Regions from separate parts of the Hordeum vulgare genome. Here region 1 is linked to region 2. The links are chromatin contacts, called in public Hi-C maps. All regions are on one chromosome and are shown on one strand. The core of a region is the stretch at or near the end of the contact, and the rest is flanking DNA. Distances in the headings are between cores, read along the strand shown.

Region 1 (6,072 bases), core at 348-2,847, 360 kb after region 2:
ATTCCCAATGCATATAGTCAAGAGATCTAAGCAATCTTGGCCACCCTCTTGCTTTGGAGATTGCCAAGAGCCTCTCGCTGTCTGCCACAGTTGGTTCTCTCAGGTACCGAGGTCGGCACACCTCGACCATAGCAGTGGCAAATATGACCATGACACCTTCGCACGTGCTCTCAAACATCCGTAGGTATTCGTCCCACGAATCAGCGGTCGTGCTATATGCAAGCATCCGGAGTGCGACCGTGCACTTCTGGTAACCAGAGAAGCCAATCGTTCCTACGACGCCCTTCTTCAGAATGAAGTGGTCATCGTATGATTGGACACCATGGTACAAACGATCGAAGACAATGATGCACATCCAAAAACACCAGCGAAAATGGTCAACGAATAGTGCATCGAGGGCAAAGTAGTCGACCATTAGTGTCAAATGCCCCCGCGTGCTGTTGCGGTTGAGCACTCGATGACCCTTGATCGAGCCCTTGAAATTGAGAACATGCTCCTCCGCACGCTCTGCGTTTCAAGGACCACGTGCATCATCGCCGTCTCATGGGAGGAGTAGTCCTCCTCGTTCGACGACTCAACATAATGCTCGTATATGTACCTCAAATCGAAATCCATCGGTAGAAAGAAGAAGGGACAACTATTTTCAGCTCCAGCGATTCATCAAACAATTGCCGAGCATTATGAGAATACCAGTAGAGGATGGTACCTGGCGGGGCGGTCAGAGGACATGAGCTGAACGGAGACGGAGGAGAACCGACTAGGAGCCCGCTAGAGCGCCGGAGGGTGATAGAGACGCGGAATTCCGGTAGGGGTGTGGCGTGGTGGAGCGATAACGAAGGCAAGAGAAAAAATGGAGAAAAATGAGGAGGATTGGGTCACATGGTCCATGAAGGATTTTGGATGGGCCAGGGATGACGGATGATGACATTTTTCGTGTCCGAATTCGCGCAAACATGCCCCGCTTTTTCCGGTTTGTGAAAAAAATCATGTCCGGACTATCTCGCATTGGATGGCTCCCACAGTCCGGACGGATGCGGGTGACTTATGGGTCCGACTTGAATATGTGCTAACAGAAATCGGAGGAGGAAAGTTATTTTTTTCCTGAGAAAAAAAACTGGCACCGGAAGCTTCTTTTCACCGTTTTTTGTGCGAGTTCCTTTGCTCTACGGTGAAAATGTAGACGTGGTGCAAAGCCGGCGGGCGAACAGCTGGAAATCACTGCGCAATTCCCGAGGCTGTAGAAATCCGAGGTGTCCCCTCCCCCAAGTTTCCTTCCTCGAAATATGAGGTGTCCCCTCCCCAAAGATCGTACCAGTACGCATTTTCATCGTACGTACGTACGTACGTAGTATACATCATCTCTCTTTCTTCCTTCCCGGAAAGCTGATCCTGTTATTACTGTAGCCACCACCTTCCACCCCTTTCACACAAGCATACTGTAGTAGTATCATGATACTCCAATACACCACCAAATTACAGCACAATACAGAATACACCCCAGGAGTCAGGACCAGGAGGCACCGGCGCACAGCAACAAAAGACCAACAAGGTGGAGGCGCCCACGCCAAAGCGGCGGCAGCACCGCAGCAGCAGCAGGCGAGGAGTGCTTTGGCCGCTGCAGTGGTCACTTCTTTATTGCGTGCTCCCCTCCCCCTCCTCCACTCCCCACGCTTGACTCGGGCACACGGCTTAAAAGCGCACGCCTCGCTCGCCCCTCGCCATTATTCCGCCGCGTGCAACACCACCAGTCCTCCTGCTCCCATGGGCGACGGGTGCAGCTAATCTTCCTCGGGGATTCCTGCCGCCCCTCCCCCTCTGGAGCTTCGGGGCGGCGAGGCGCGCTCTGAGGCAATGGGGGTGGCGCGGAGGGAGCAGCGGGCTGCCCCCCTCCTGTGGGCGGCGGTTCTTGCGGTGGCGCTGCTGGCCGGCGCACGCGGCGGCTCCGAGGAGGGCACCGCGGTGTACATTGTGACCATGCAGCAGGCGGCGGTGTCCCACAAGCGCCTCGACCCGGAGAGGGTTGGGAGCAGCAGCGTTGCCGCCGGCGGCGGCGGCGGCGGAGGGGATAACCCGGCCACCAGCATCCTCAGGAAGCCGAGGTGGGCGTCTCTCTTGCCGAAAAGTTCCCCAGTTCTCGTGCGTCTATATAGTGTCAATCAATCCCCCCCTCACTTTTTTTCCTGTGATTTTCGCCTCTTCGATTCCGCAGTTTGCTCTTAGAAAAACTGATTCCCCCGAGAAAATAGCACTTTACTAATCAGGGGCAGTTTTGGCCAAATTTGATTATGCTAGTATTATTCAGGTGATTGGGATGTCACTGCAGCCGTATTTCTTAATCAGCCGACTACTATGTTTACATTGTATGTAATTACTACTAGTTGAAATTCATTTTTTTACCCTCATTTGCATCAATGTATGAACTGATTATTCTCAACCATATATTTGATCAGGCCCACTTAGTTTCTCTAAGGTGAAAATTGCAGGTTATTTATCAGTACAGTAATTAACCGAAGTCACCTTTACACTTTACTCCCAAGATATATATATATATATATATATATATATATATATATATAGAGAGAGAGAGAGAGAGAGAGAGAGAGAGAGACAGCTGGAAACCCTTTTTTCTTAGGAAACCGTGCACCTTTTTGTTTTGTTTTGACAATTGGCTAGTGCAGTCATCTTAACATACTCCTACTGTATGTAGTACTTATTTACTAGCCAGTACATTTATTAACAACAACTTGAAAGTACCCATAGAATATCTAAAATTTTGATTTTAGAATGTCTTTCCTTTTTGGATTGACATAACTTAATTCTTCCGGTCTCTACTTTCGTCTACTTGTTGCGTGCTACAATGAAGTGTCATTCTTCAACAGGTTTTGGCTAAAAATAGTATATTTTCTGACGATTAATTATTGATTTAACTTCTTATCTGAGAAGGTCCAGCAGTTATTTTCCATGGAATGACATGAGTGCGATTTATTTCCTTCTCATTCTAATATTAACCATGGTAATGCAGGCATGCTTCACCTGAATCTGTGAATTATGGTTCACTCCTAGTGCGCCTTCAAAATTCGCTCCTGAAGAAGACACTAAGAGGAGAGCACTACATAAAATTGTACAGTTACCACTACTTGATCAATGGTTTTGCTGTTGTCCTCACTCCTCAGCAGGTATATAATTGTTTATGTTTGTTCCTTGTGCTATTTCTGCACTATTATGAGATTAGTTTGTAGTGTTACACTCTTACTTCTGCTTATCGCTTGTCAAAGAAAAGTGCATGAAATGTTTCGTAAATTTTAATCATGCTGCCAATATGTTAAAATAGGGAAATTCATGGAACTATGAACTATTTGTTTTTTGCACCTTGTAGATCCTCCTTCCCTTTTTTCTTATCTGTTTTCTGGAACCTGTAGGAGATTGTTCAGATCTACTTATTTCTTATACACGTTTTAACCTGTTTTCTGCTTGCATTAAAAGGCAGAGAAGCTAAATAGGAGAAAAGAAGTGGCAAACATAATGTTGGATTTCTCTGTTAGGACGGCAACAACTTATACCCCCGAATTCCTTGGCCTGCCAGAAGGTGCATGGGTTCAAGATGGTGGTCCACAATGTGCTGGCCAAGGTGTTGTTGTGGGCCTCATTGACACAGGAATCGACCCAAATCATCCTAGCTTTTCAGATGACTTGACAGCTGACAATTATCCAGTTCCTGCTCACTACTCTGGTAATTGTGAGGTTACAAGTGATTTTCCATCTGGGTCCTGCAACAGAAAGCTTGTTGGAGCTCGTCATTTTGCAGCATCTGCATTAACCCGAGGAGTCTTCAATGCCTCACAAGATCTTGCTTCACCATCTGATAGTGATGGCCATGGGACGTAAGTATTATTTTCTGATTTACCTATCACGGTCACTATAAACAAAGACAATGAATGCTCTCTACTACTGCATCTGGCTGTGCAGTCAGATATGTACCTTTTTTTGTTTCACGGTTGTTTTCTCCAGTAAACTGCAGTTATTCTTCTTTGTTTAACTGTTCAATTCTGTTAATTGTACTCAGAAGTTTCATTCAAATATTAAATACTGCATGAACGCCTAGTCTATTTCTCTTCTTTTTGGTGATGAACGTGGCCTGGTCATACCATGTAAGTGCTCAGGTACAAGTCATGTTAGCTATAGATAGATCCCATTAAGTTTTAAGAAATGATTTATGCAGAAATACTAGGAGAAACCGTCATTTTCTGCTGCTCTGTTTCCATTGTTTGTTTCAACTTGAACTCATGCTAGTAATAGATAGATCCTGTTAAGTTGAAATGATTTATGCATAAGTACCGGGAGAGCACTACATAATTGCTGTACTGCTGTTCTGTTTCCATGGTTTCTTTCTTTCAACTTGAACTCAAGCATTGGCTTTCCATAACTAAAGTTGCTTAAAAAGGAATAATAAATTACCGCACCGAATGTACGTTGAGAGGACACTTTCTGAGATTATTATTTCTGATTCTAAGATTTGTGCATACAGCCACACAGCTTCCATCGCGGCTGGTAATCATGGCATACCTGTTATTGTTGCTGGGCATCACTTTGGGAATGCAAGTGGAATGGCTCCTCGTGCACAGTAAGTCTAATATCTTGTTTAGAGAGATAATGTAATTCATTTTATTTCCAAATATGAATACAAATTATTTTTCAGCATCGCTGTCTATAAAGCGCTGTACAAAGGTTTTGGAGGTTTTGCTGCTGATGTAGTGGCTGCAATAGATCAGGTAACATTCTTTCTGCATGCTGGTTATCTTCTGTTGGTGTAAGCACAAACTAATGACCACTTTTGAATGTGATCCCCATATGAGAAAAGGCATGTTAATGATTATCTAATGGGCTTGACACGCGAAGAGATCAACTACTGTAGCATATACTAGCTATAAGAGAATATTCTAAGCTGTTCAAATTTACTGAATAGCTCTGCCTCTGGAAGTTCGAATTCTGTGATGACCAGTTGTATGTGTTGACTAAAATTCTCGTAGGTGTTCGATATATATTTATGTTGCAAGTTTCCATGGCATTATTAAAACTTTGGCTGTGATATTCTTGGCAAAGATATGGGAACTCAGGGGAAGCATTTTAAATTTCTAAATTAAGCATGCTATATTACAGCACTGTTGACAACAACTCCTTGCATCACATTTACAGGCAGCTGAAGATAATGTTGACATAATCAGTTTATCCATTACCCCTAATAGGAGGCCTCCTGGATTGGCTACATTCTTTAATCCAATTGATATGGCACTAATGTCAGCTGTGAAAGATGGCATATTTGTTGTGCAAGCTGCAGGAAATACCGGTCCTTCCCCTAAGAGCATGTCTTCATACAGTCCATGGATTTTTACTGTAGGCGCTTCTGCCCATGACAGGGAATACTACAATTATGTTGTACTTGGCAACAATTTGACCATTTCAGGAGTCGGCCTTGCTCGTAAGTTCCTAGCAACTTATTTCATTATGTGCTGTGTGCACAACTGCCCATAGTGACCTTTTTAACTTCTGTTAAACTGCAAACACAGCTGGAACAGATGGTGATTCCATGTACAATCTGATTGCTGCACCGCATGCACTGCAAAATTATACAACCACTCCTATTGAAATGTCCCTAGGAGAGTGCCAAGATCCAAGCCACCTAGATAAAGATCTGATAAGGGGGAAGATATTGGTCTGCAGCTATTCCATAAGATTTGTACTTGGCCTCTCTTCTGTGAAGCAAGCTTTAGATACAGCAAAGAATGTCAGTGCTGCAGGAGTTATATTTTACTTGGACCCTTTTGTCCTTGGTTTCCAGCTGAACCCAACTCCAATGGATATACCTGGACTTATAATACCATCGTCTGATGACTCTAAGGTATGGCAGTCAATGCTATAGCCATTCTTACTCTTATCTTTTTCTTTATATATCCTCTTGTTTGTTAGACCTTGACCATTCATGTTATTATGTCCTCTTTAACAGCTTATGTTATGGTATTCAGTAGTTTTGGGTTTGCTGTATGAGTCTGGCGTTTGCAGTTGCAGTTGATTATG
Region 2 (6,576 bases), core at 2,197-4,696:
GCCAGCAGTTTTAATCCCCCTGGTGCTAGTGGTGGACACATCACTTCTGAATCGGTTCCTGGTTGATATTATAGCTCAAGGCCTTGACGCAGTTGTCTTCGGATGGTGGTTCTTATATATCCGAAGCAATGCAATGCCCCCTTGGTAATGTTGTGAGCTTGGAGAAGTTCCATGGGCTCAGGAAAGTAGCCTTATTCAGTCTGTGACTTAAGTGTAGGTTTCAGATTAATCTCATTATAGACCAACAAAAAGAGACGGATCCCCCCTTTTATGTGGGTCATTTACTATAGCACACCCACCCTGATGATCACAAATAGACTGGAGAACATGTACTTATATTGCTGTAACTCTGTGCAGTGGATGAACTGGTCAGCTCGCTCGTCGGGGCAATCTAGTTTTTAACGTTTATGTGCCGGTGGGGAAGAAGACCGTAGTGTACAGGTTCGACTGCTGGGGCCTTCCTGTCTCTTCTTTTTACCGAAGCGTGGAAGGCGCCAAGGAGTCAAGTGTGGAGTCTGGTCCATTTGTTTTTATTAGGACCAGGTATGTTGGAATAATGATGGGTAAGTGTGATTTATAGTCTACTGCTGGAAAGATGTTTTTCGTCGTTGGACATTTTATAGATGTGTCATGTCCCTCCCAGGTATCCATTGATATTTATAGTGGAGCACTGGAAATGGAAGCATTGTCATTTGTTCATCTTTTTTGGTTTGACACTTTGTTTTTCTCAAGGGATCACGGGATGTGTGTGTTGGGATGGTAAGCCAGTCTAGTTGGCTATAGAACAATACAATTGTATCTGCAGCTGATTGAAGATAGAAATTATGGAATTAAAATCAAATAGGAAAAAAGTATACAAAGTTCAGTTTTTGTGTGGGCATAATCTAGAGCTCATCCCATCATCATCATGGTCTTAAACTCGTCGAAAGTGAGCACCCCGTCGCCGTTGAGGTCGAACCGGCGGATCATGGCCTGGCACTCGTCGACGGCCAGGTGCAGCCCCAGCTTGCTCATCATCAGCTGGAGGCTGAGCGGGGTGATGCAGCCCCTCCCTTCCATCTCGTACATCCCGAACGCCTCCCTGCACCTGTCCCCCTCTTCCTCCTTGCCGGCCTCGGTCTCCAGCACCAGCCTCAGGAACTCCTCCTTGTCCAACAGCCCGTCGCCGTCGGTGTCCGCGGACGCCATCAGCGACTGCACCTCCTCGACCGACATGTCGCAGCCCAGCGCGGCCTTCATGCAGAGCTGCAGCTCGGCGGCGGAGATCTTGCCGTCGCCGTCCTGGTCGAACGCCGAGAACACGCGCCTGAACTCACCTATTGTAGCCATGCCCACTCACTCGGCTGGAAAGGTTGGAGGTATTATGTGTTGGTATTTGGGCGCTTGATGGTCGTCAGGTCATAGCTGGTTGAGATGGAGCTACTATGTGTTGGTATTTATAGCTAAGAATGTTGGTATGGGCGAGCAACTGGGAATGGTGTTTGATCTAGTTCAGCAACGGAGCCAATTACTAGCACGTCGTATTGCATTTCTACGGTGACACCAAGAGCGAGTTAAATTGTGGACCAGGATAAAGATAGATAAAAATGAGTGAACTTGTTTGACGAAATATATAGCAGAACTTGGAGCCGAGAACGATGGGTTTGTTTAGTCACTCCGATACCACCTAATTGATCATCATGGTTTCCTCCGGCGAACGGATTGCCGTGCGTGCACCGGAAACTTATACCGTGCGCGCACACGGGCTTCTCATCGCACCATCACGCCGGTGGCCAGCGCCGAGCCGGCTGGGCACCAGCCGGGACGTCGGCAAGTGCCAAGACGTACATCCTGCGCCGGATACTGCTCCATGGCCATCATGGAGGCCAAGGCGGCGTGCCCCAATGCAAGCAGGCGATGGCGACCGAGGTAACATACGTGCTGCCGTCTGCTGCGGCGGGAGCGGTGGGTTCGTGGGCGTCGGCATGGACGGAAGTTCATCGCAGAGAAGTTCGTGGGCATCGGCATGGATAACATCATAACAAGTAGTAATAGTTTTGGGTACATATATTTTTGTTGTGAAGTCTTCTCTATGGTGCAAACAAACACGCTCAACACAGAAAATCATTGTCAAAGCCTGCATCAGATTATTGAACAGTAGTTTGTATGAAAAATGCATTTACCATCGATAACCTTCACAACAAAGAAGCTCATGATTCTTGCTACCAAGAAAAAACACTCTAACGGGTCTGATCGATGATCAACTAAAGACAATACTATTAGATAAGCTATAAAAATTACGTGCATAAAAAGTAATTACATTTACGTGCGGAATATATATTATTCCGCACTTCCTACTTCCGAGTGACCACGCCCACATATGGGAGGTCAATAGAACCGATGTAAATCTTGCCGTTGCCCCTTTCGATGATCTCTGCCGGTTGAACACGCTTGGGCCCCCTCATCTCTTCGACGATCTTGCCGTCCGCTCCGACCCTCACAGCAAGCAGGTGGCTATTGGGTCCAAACGGCAATTCATTCTTCTCGCCATGCAACGCCACCCAGTAACCTCCCCTCCCGTCGGGCCTCACGTTATCGGGGTAGCCCGGGAGATCGACAAACGGCTCAAACGTCCCCGCCTTGGACCCATCGATCCAGTGCCTCAGCAGCTTGCACGGCCCCGTAGACGCGACGATGAGATGCGTCCGATCGGTGCTGATGGCGACGCCGTTCGCGTACGCCAGGCGTGTTTGGAGCACCGCGACATCGCCGGTGTGTGGGTCGTACCTCATGAGGCGCCCCGTTGAGTCCCCTGACCTCGTGACCATCTCGTGGTCTGTCCTGTCGTAGTTCATAGAACTGTGGGTGAAGTATACTTGGCCGGTGACCTGGTCGACGTCGACCCCGTTGGTGAAGCGGAGAGGTAGATCATCAATCGCATTGACCAATACGGTTGCCTCCCCTCCACCAGGACCAACCCGCATGAGCCCCTTGTAGGCGTCGGCCACGTATAGATCGCCGGACTTATGGTGAAACTGTAGGCCAAGCGGCCGGCCGCATCTACTCTCCGTGGAAGTTGCCGGGCGGAAATACGAAGCCCTGCACATGTCCTCGTCGTAGCCGGGGCCATATGCGTAAGTGGTCCAGCCTATCTTGTCGCCGTTCCACTTTAAAATACGGCCGTCGGAGACGCCGCTGTACGGGCCGTGGCCTTGGGCGTCGAAGGCGACGCTCTCTGGCCCTTGGAGAAGTCCGTCCGACAACGGCAGCTGCTTGATCCGGGTGGCGTCTAAGTTGCCGGCTGCCATTGCGCCGGAGGTGAAGATCATTACCATCAAGACGACCGCGACCGTCGCCTTGATGAACCTGCTCATGGTGCAGCCCATTGTTTCGCGATCGATCTCGTCTCGTGGTACGAACGTAGTCGTTTGGCTGAAGCGGTCGAGTGATCTCCCGACGGATTTTTGTTTGGTCTCGTCGATGTTTTCTGGTGGAGACAATAGGGTGCGCGCCTGGCCTTTTATATTGGTACGTCATGGTAGGTGGCTGCTGCTCCGACTCGATTCTGAGCTCCGACCCCGAGTAGGGGTCGACTACAAGTTTTCTCGGGTAAAAATACAATCTTGGAACGGGCCGGCTGCGTGTGCTACTCATCAGGAAAAGCTGTGAGTTTCTTTCTTGTGGAGGAAAACGACCCAGCCCACGAGAATTTGCCCGTTTCAAGTTGGGCCGGCCGAGGTACGGTGCGCTAGGAGTCTGATAGTTTTTTTTCTTCTTTTCTTCCGTAGGGTTCTCACAGCGCTCTGTGTTTCTTCCTCCCGTTCTTTTCTGTTTTGTTTTATTCCTTTTCTAGTTTTCGAACGGTTTTTATTTTTCTTTGATTTTAGGATTTCCCCTCCTTTTACTTATTTTTATTTCTTTATTGTTTTCTTTACTTTTTCGTTTATATAAACTAACACATATGCACGTGCGTTACAAATGAACAGATAGTTGGTGTGTCCACAAAAAGGCTTTCATAGGGTTGGACGACAGAACGAGGAACCGTGCTCTTCTCGCGGGTCACGTGTGGCCAGTGACGGAGCCAGAAAATTAGGATAAGGGGGGCCAAGTATAGTTAAACCTTATTAGGGAGGGCCAATTCATCAAAAAACATCATTTTAACACATAAAAAATAATTATTACTATTCATTCTAAATGTTAGGGGAAGCCAGGGCCCTGGCTGGCACCCCCTGTCTCCGCCACTGCGTGTGCCCAGCAAGATCTTGGTGGTTCTTTGAATAGTCAGCCACCAAACTTGTGTCTAGCTTCCGCCTCCATCTCAGTGGTGTTCCCTTTGTTGCCTCTCCGGGATCCGGGAGCTTGCATAGTGATGATTCGACCGTTGTGGTCGCCTCCTCATTTTGTGATGGCGGCGGTGAACTTTAGGGCACAGTGGCTTTGATAGTTTTGTGGAAGATGACGAGCAGGTGTGACTCTCTTATCCAACGACATTTGGCGAAGACTTACAATTTGCAATCCGGTGAGCACGGGAATGATCCTCGGTCGACGATTCACATAGTTTCAACATCATCCATCTGCGATGGGCCACTCAATAGGCTCACAAGGCTGCTTCAGCTATGGTGCTTTGGCCGACATGGTGTGTGGGGTTGCTTGTCTTCCCTGTCTTCAATGTCTTTCGGCAGCGATGGTGCTCAGTGACGAGCATCAAAGATGATGTGTACAAGGGCGTTCAAAGATTTTATTATTTTTTTGTTTTTAAGATATTTGCGCAAAGATCCTGAAACACATGTGTTTCCGAGTCCTTTTGTCGAGTTTTGAGTGTATGAGCTACATCTGCTCTATGCAATTAATATGTGTTTTTAAAAAAATCCATCCATTCATGAACTCGTAGTTCTGTTGTTTGTCTAAGATTGTTTTGGTATGATTTTTGTAGATCAATTATAATAAACACCATCCATGAAGACGCGGCCCCGTTAATTATTGGACACCCGGATGAATTAATTGCAGCGCATAATCCTGCACATTCAGTTTTAAGAGCCAATTAACCCGCCATGCAGTGCATCCCGCATTAGAGTGCCAATTAGCCATGCACAAAACGAATGTAATGCAAGCCCTCTCTTTTGAAGATTCTCTTTTCTTTAGACGATCCCACGATTTTCTGTACCCAGCAACATTTCTCTCTTTTAAGGCTCTCTTTTCTTCACACGAGCCCACAATTTCCTTTCTTTTACCCAGCATATCCTTTTTTTATCGAGTCATTTTACAGTGCATCCGGTCGATATAGACCGTCCCTCGGAGCGAGTTCGACGGTCCAGATCCGATGCAATACGCTGATGTCACGTGTATTATATCAGACCCCGAGGGGCATTTTTGGAAGATTTTTTTTCTTTGGAACTGAGATGATTTTCCCTTCCAAATATTTCTTGGCTATTTTCGGTATGAATTTGTTGGCTATTTCCGGTTCAATTTTTATCCCATTCGCTAGGGTTTTACTCCCTCGCCGTGGCAAGGTGTTGCAGCAAGATCTTCGCCGGCGGGGAGGGTCATGACAAGATCCCTCGCCGGCGGGGAGGGGCCGCGACAAGATCCCTCGCCGACGATAAGGTTTTATCCCCACGATAGGATCTTGCCGCGCGTCGCGACCCCCCGCGACCTCTGCTGCCCCGACGACTGTGTTGCCCCGCGTGTGGCGACCTCTATCCCGACGCCTCCTCCGTCCTCGCTACGACCTCAACCTCTGCTGCCGCATCGACTGTGCTTCCCCACACGTGGAGACCTCGACCCCGCGCAGCGATCTCGACCCCGATGCCTCCTGCGCCCTCGCTGCGACCTCGACCTCCGCCCTAGCCTTATCGCCAGAGGTATGTATGTCGCCACCGGCCGCCACCTCCATTTCCTCCCTCCCTCCTTAGGGTTTCAAATAGCCTAAGTATGTACAGACGGAAGGAGCTTGTAGAATGGTGTGAGCTTGTCCTTCAGGAATTCTTGAGCAAATACCTGGATATTACAAGAAGTAGAAATATTTTGTTAAGGAACATTGTAGTTTCTTTAACAATGATACTTGATACCATCCTACCCAAAAACATTAGCAGAGCCTCAACAGTACAATCTGAGCACATGCTCACCAACTGAGTTATTCTCCTTCATCTTTCAGGCAAAGAATCTTGTCGGAGGTCTCCTACCTCTCAAAACGGGCACGAGCCTGAAATCACAATTTCAGCTCATGTAACATCTCATATGCTCCGTGACGTTCAAAACGTCTTTGTAGCCTTAATTTAAAGCCGTAAAGCATGGCACACTAAACTATCAAGTAGTCATCAAAAGCGTGTCTGTCACATGTTCAAAACATCCACATATGATGCTTGAGGGGGTGGCATACCAAGCGGTGCATCAAGGACAAAAGCCATCTTTGCAGCAATGAGGACAATCCTTAGTTTACGGACCGAGTCCGCATAATTGCTACTATCATCTTTCAACTTAGTTTTCTCTAGGATTGTATTAAGAGTACAGGGGAGCGAGCTACAATGCAACCTATTGTTCTACAACATACTTTGCAAATACAACTTAGACTATATTCATGATAATGAGTTCACTTAA

What was found. Hi-C and Micro-C count contacts between places; a contact is called where the count stands out from the background.
Region 1: a Hi-C map of seedling shows a contact between it and region 2, with 2.3 times the contacts expected there. The contact joins the promoter of LOC123444515 here to the promoter of LOC123440302 in region 2. A contact is called at or near these places in 2 of 6 Hi-C or Micro-C datasets (leaf and seedling).

The regions. Positions count from the first base shown.
Region 1 is chr3H:502,067,760-502,073,831 of MorexV3_pseudomolecules_assembly, forward strand. It overlaps LOC123444515 (subtilisin-like protease SBT2.2), which reads left to right and starts at 1,598. Exons shown (of 10, transcript XM_045121248.1): 1 at 1,598-2,099; 2 at 3,023-3,176; 3 at 3,484-3,881; 4 at 4,526-4,621; 5 at 4,697-4,769; 6 at 5,194-5,476; 7 at 5,565-5,896. The coding sequence starts at 1,852.
Region 2 is chr3H:501,702,222-501,708,797 of MorexV3_pseudomolecules_assembly, forward strand. It overlaps LOC123440302 (protein STRICTOSIDINE SYNTHASE-LIKE 10-like), which reads right to left and starts at 3,447. Exons shown (of 1, transcript XM_045116879.1): 1 at 2,314-3,447. The coding sequence starts at 3,365. The coding sequence ends at 2,334. LOC123444512 (protein PAT1 homolog 1-like) reads left to right here. Exons shown (of 5, transcript XM_045121245.1): 5 at 1-699. The coding sequence ends at 66. It overlaps LOC123444513 (putative calcium-binding protein CML23), which reads right to left and starts at 2,103. Exons shown (of 1, transcript XM_045121246.1): 1 at 524-2,103. The coding sequence starts at 1,329. The coding sequence ends at 892.